Linked DNA regions of Pan troglodytes: region 1 is linked to region 2. A link is a contact called in public capture Hi-C data. All regions are on one chromosome and are shown on one strand. The core of a region is the stretch at or near the end of the contact, and the rest is flanking DNA. Distances in the headings are between cores, read along the strand shown. Region 1 has its middle 46 kb from the start of CCN6. Region 2 overlaps FYN (FYN proto-oncogene, Src family tyrosine kinase).

Evidence for each region. Capture Hi-C pulls out chosen DNA fragments and counts their contacts.
Region 1: a contact with region 2 is called in a capture Hi-C map of stem cell-derived neural stem cells, with 6 times the contacts expected there. The contact joins two enhancer-like sites. A contact is called at or near these places in 3 of 7 Hi-C or Micro-C datasets (blood, induced pluripotent stem cells and stem cell-derived neural progenitor cells), 1 of 1 datasets of contacts at active chromatin or transcription factors (stem cell-derived excitatory neurons) and 1 of 1 other capture datasets (stem cell-derived neural stem cells).

What each region holds. Positions count from the first base shown.
Region 1 is chr5:123,930,831-123,933,530 of NHGRI_mPanTro3-v2.0_pri, forward strand. No RefSeq gene overlaps it. Among named protein-coding and RNA genes, the nearest start is that of CCN6, 46 kb to the right of the region's middle. Within about 2 kb of position 1,366, at least 9 of the 24 cell types and tissues checked have an H3K27ac peak or open chromatin away from gene starts, as enhancers often do. A contact at or near this core is called in stem cell-derived neural stem cells, where this site is marked.
Region 2 is chr5:123,639,552-123,642,251 of NHGRI_mPanTro3-v2.0_pri, forward strand. The region is part of intron 6 of FYN (FYN proto-oncogene, Src family tyrosine kinase); the gene reads right to left. Among named protein-coding and RNA genes, the nearest start is that of TRAF3IP2, 110 kb to the left of the region's middle. Within about 2 kb of position 1,305, at least 12 of the 24 cell types and tissues checked have an H3K27ac peak or open chromatin away from gene starts, as enhancers often do. A contact at or near this core is called in stem cell-derived neural stem cells, where this site is marked.

The sequences.
Region 1 (2,700 bases), core at 116-2,615, 290 kb after region 2:
GAAGGAGCAGATGAATATAATTAGGACAGGAAGAATAGGAGTCAGCCAGGCAGAGATCTGGTTCATTAATAATGGCCTTCGATTAGAATACTGCTTTTTGGGTGGCGTCTTTAGAATTCTCAGCATCAAGAGAGGCTGTAATTGCTTACAGTGTTATCGGCCCTGTTGTCTTGTCATTTTATTTCTTAGCTGTTTTATATTCTGGGCGTAGAACCAGCTGGGAAGGATACAAACCCAGTGGTGTCAGTGATAGCGGCTAACTGCAGGTATGGTCCATATTTAAGCCTGGGCTTTTATTCAAGTCCTTCATATTGTACACTCCTCAAATTGCTTAATGGAAGTGGGGGAAGAAGTGATATGGTTGGGGGGTCAGACAGGGAGGGGAAGGGAAGTGTTGAAAGGTCATAAATTATGCAGTACTTAAAAAAATTCAAATTAATTTGAAGCACCTTTAATTATCTGCTTTATCCTCGTTTTATACTTTTGTCTGTGAAATAAAAAGCAACGTCCTCGCAGGCCGATGCGCTGTACCTGAACCGGGTGTGGCCAAACTGATCTTCCTGCCACCAAAGCCTGCGGGCTGCTCCCACTGCAGTGAAGACGTGCGGCGGTGAGCCTGCCTCTCCTGCCTGCGTTGGGAGGTGAGGTTCGGATGTGATCAACAGCGACCTCTAGCGTGAGCCTGAGAATTTGCATTTGGTTAAGCGTACAGAAGGAAAATAGCAGACATGGGAATTCTGATCAAATTTCCAACGAACAAAGGCGAGGTAACAAAAAACATTTCTCATTGTTTTCCCTGGTAGAGAAGCCCAGGACTGACAGCTGAGGATTTCACTTCATTGGTACCACTTACTCCCATCAGTGCTGGAGATGCTATTCCAAACATTGCCTTATTTCTTTTCCCTCAAACGGATCATTGAGATTGGTTTTTAAAAGCCCTTTCACTTGCCTTTAGGGTTTCAACCAGAGAGTGCCCATAGGAAAGCATCAACTCTTTTACTGCAGGGTGTGTGTGTGTGTGTGTGTGTGTGTGTGTGTGTGTGTGTATGTGTGTGTGTGTGTGTGTGTGTATGTGTGTGTGTGTGGTTGAAACAGCGGACAGGAGAGTGGGAGAGAAGAGCAATGTCTCCAGGCGCTGTGAGGAGGTCAGGGGTTCCCGCTCACCCTTCTTCACTGACAGCCGCTCCCTAGAGGTGGCCAGCTCTCCATTTCTACCTGAGGCTGTCGACTATTGAAGATTTCCTTCCCCTGACCTTGGTGCGTTCACAGAGCAGCAATCAGCTCCAGGGGGTTCTTGCCCTCGCCCCTGCTCTCCGCTTCCGTCTTCTGCCCCTCCCACTCTTCTGAAGCCAGGTTCTGATTCTCCAGGGTGATGTGCAGGCCAAGTGTGTGCACAGGCTGATGACGCTCATTCCCAGCGAAGAATGGGGCCAGAGGATGACTTCCAAACTCTGTCAGGAGCCAGGAGCAGATTCTTTAGAGAAAGGCTAACATCACAGTTCATGGCCCATGACTTTGCTGTTGGGGATGGGAATTTGTGGGATGTGTTTTGCAAGGGGTTTGGGGGGTTAGGGAATGAGGGAATATATTTTCCTGTTACTTCAACCAATTGAAGGCAGATAGATTTGCAGTACATATTTGCTGTAATAACTGGGTTTGGCCTGCCGTTGCCTTTTAACCAAGCTTCAACATAAAAATGCTCCATGTTTTGCTGTTGTGTTTTAAGCTATGAGCACATAATGGTGCTTGGGGCTTTCTCAATTTCACCTGTGCTTCCTCCTCCCAGTAGTATTAGATCAAGGACCCAAGCATTTGCTTAAAGGGCCTTAACTCTCAGGGCCTAATCCACGTGCCCTATCAATACACAAACTTACAGAGACATTTTCAGAGTTATGAAAATGTACACATCAGAAGCAAGAAGTATATTACATGTGAATACCCTTTATACAATTTCTATTAGACTTGTCCTAGTTTCTTTTAGCAACAACCATTGTCCCCACAAAGATTCTCTTCTTGACCAAACTAGCAGACTCCCCTGAGCCCTCTTCTCTTCTGGGCCTTGACCTTGATCTATAAACACTTGAACAAACACTAACAAAGTATCAAAAAACTCAAAGCTGCACCCCTCAGATGACCCTAGCCCCCATAAAGCACCTGCCTGAGAGAACTCAATGCTACTAAAAGAATTTACTGTTTGTTCCTGCCAACACCTAAAGACAGGGTCCCAGTCACCCAATCTCTGTAGTTGGGTAGGAATCTAATTTCAATAAGTGCCAATTAGCAAATCCAGGTGGGTTTCACGTGGATCAACACCTCCTTCTCGCTTTTTGTAATTTTTCACTTCTCTGACTCTACTGAGCCTCTACTCCCTCAATCCCGTTTTGAAATATCCAGCCACATCTGCAAATCAAGGATGAGTTCAGTTCACACTGGACTCTTTTCTCTATTGCAATTGTTATTAATGTTTAAAATAGGCCCTTTCCACTTTAGTGTCCAGTTTTGTCTCCCTTTGATAGTCCATTTAAAAATGGTCCACAGTGGTTGAACACATATTGAGCACCGTTTACTACAATCAGTGCTGAAGAAGCAGAGAAGAATCAGACAGTGTCCAAAGTAGTCCTCAAGGATCCAGCCATAAACTCACCATTAAAAAAAAAAAACCTGTAAATACCAACGTGGTTCCCATATAGGGCCCCTGAG
Region 2 (2,700 bases), core at 55-2,554:
CATTAATGAAGTCATTTCCAATTCAAATCTAGCATTAACTATCTCATTTTGGTCTAGGTACCTAAATAGTGTAGCACAGATCAGAATGCAATTATCAGCTCATTCTGAAGTCATGAATCAGGAATTCATGATTTTCTCACTTGACCCTATTAATCTCACAAGGGTTTTCAGCTACTCATGAGAAAGATAAAATCCTTGATTTCTCTTTTTCTAGGCTTTCTAGGGTCATCTTCTTCATCAAAGGAGACATAAAGTGACAAAGATTCAATGTTTATTATGTAGTAAACCTCACATGTTGAGCCTAGAGAGGCTGGTACAGACTCAAAATATTCATTGAGAGACGTTGAGCGAGTGAATTAAGTCATCTTTTTGATACACTAGAAGCACCAATTCACCTATAAATAGATATACTCTATATTCATGTTGATTTAGGAAAATAGGATCTCTACTATGTTATCTTTTATTTCTTGAGTTACTGTGGGTAATTAGCATTGTTAAAGCTGTATTTCTTTAAACGGTTCTTATAGTTCAGATTTTTCAGTTTGCACTTGGTGAGATATTCTTTGTTATCTTGCTCTAATTCAAATATATGATTTAAAGCCTGGCGCTGGTTTAGAATGGCTTTTAAGGTTTTATAACAGCTGTCTCTGTTCCTCTGATTTAAAGACTTGCTAAAAGATTCTGTGCCCCCACCACACCCCACACCAAGAAAAGAGTCTACCCCCAAACCCCAAAGTTGCTCGTAGGCTTGTGGGCCCCGGAGCTGGGAGCCCTAGAGCCTTGGAGCCAGGGAGTAGTTATTTGCCAACAGAAGTCAGCCTTGATCTGCTCAGTAGTGTAGCATTTTATGTCGGTAACAATTTTATCAAATGCTTGGGTGGGGCTCTAAACCAGGATTTCTTTTTATCACAATAGGAAAAAAAAAAACAACAAACCTGCCCTCAGCTGTGACCAATACTCCACTCTGTGTAAAACATGTATTACATTTTAAAGAGTCACTGTTCGTAGATGGTAAACGACTAGTCTTGAAATGTGAAAACAAGGAATAAAATGGATGAACTTAAATACTTTGCAAAAGGGGTTCAAATTTAATAATGTCCTAATACATGACACTGAGCACTTACAACGGGTCAATGAAGCACCTTTGCCCCTTGCTGGGTAGCAGGAACACCGCCTCTGGGTACATACATACATGCACATCCCACGGTGTATGTTGTACTTTAACAAAGCCAGCCCTGTGGCCTCCAGCGCCACCAGGGCTCCACCAGGGAAGGGAGTGGGAGGACACACACTAGGAGGTGTGGCAGCTGCCCTGGCAGAACAGAGCCCCATTCCTCCCTCTCCTCTGAGGACCAGAGCCAGAGGCGGGAGAGGATGGGGGAGGGGAGGAGCCGTGTGCCATCTGCTTCCGTATTATTGCTTTGTTTTTCCTTCACTATTTTCTCTTCCCTGTTATTACCCTTGACTTCAGGATATTGTCTTGTTACACAAACCTTATTTTTCTTTTCTATAACCTTGAGAAAGGGAATTTTAAAATTCCACTGATATGGAATTCCATTGGCAGAAAGGAAGAACATTAAGAGGAAGAGAACCTTTGTAATATTTTCCTCTACAAGAACAGGGTTGGAGGCTCAAAGGACTCTGTAAACATCAAAGGCCATGCATGGAAGTCACAAAATAGAGATTGAGACAGATTGGATCCTCCTTAAGTTTTTCTCTAAAATTTCAATTTGGTGACATTGCAGATCGTTTCCAGATTAACAAAGGAAGAAGCCATGGGACTGACACTGGCAGGGACTGACTTTCCAACGCCCTCCAGCGTAATGCACAGACAGACGTGCAGTGTGGACAAAGCCTCCTGAGAGCTGGGTCTGCGCTCTTACTATTCCTTGGTTCTTGCAGTTGAAAGTTTACAAATAGTCTTGAAATTTCTAATCAACCTTGGCATGTAGGGGAGGCTAAGGGGCGGAGGATTTCAGAATTCAAAGTTAATGGACTCCAACAAGCAGCAAAATAACAGCAAGGAGGTATACCCAGAGAGATCAAAGCCCAATCCCCTCCTCCCCAGCCCCAGTCAACTCTCCAAAGCTTCCTGTCACTTGAAGGTTCCCATCCCCTTTGATAAAGTATCTGGGCCTTTCCCAGATCAAACCTGACACTGTTCTCAGGATGCCTCCCTGCACCTCGCCCTGGGCTCTGCCACCTGCCAGCTCTGTGCTCTGGGGCAGTTTCCTAATCTGGGCCTCTGGCTCCTCAGATATCAAACGATGACGTCGATGCATACCTCAGACAGTAGTGGAAGAATGCATGAGAATGTTTGTAACTTAGCTCATGGCTGGTACATCAGGAGCCTTCAATGAATGGTAGCTGTTTATTATTTTTTAAAAACTTCCTGTGGCTACAGGAGGAGGACTCCTGGGGGGCAGGTAACACTCTTCTTGACCTGGCTGGTGGCCACACAGGCATGTTCAGCTTGTGAAAATTCAGCAAACTGTATACTTTTTGAAAATTGTGGTAAAATATAGGCAACATAAAATTTATCATTTTAATCATTTTTAAGTGTACAGTTGAGTGGCAGTAAGTACGTTCACACTGTTGTGCAACATCACTGTGTACACTTTTGATACGTGCACTTTTCTGCATGTGTTCCAACAAAAAGTTAAAAAAACAACACCCCACACCTTTGTTAATGATGACAAT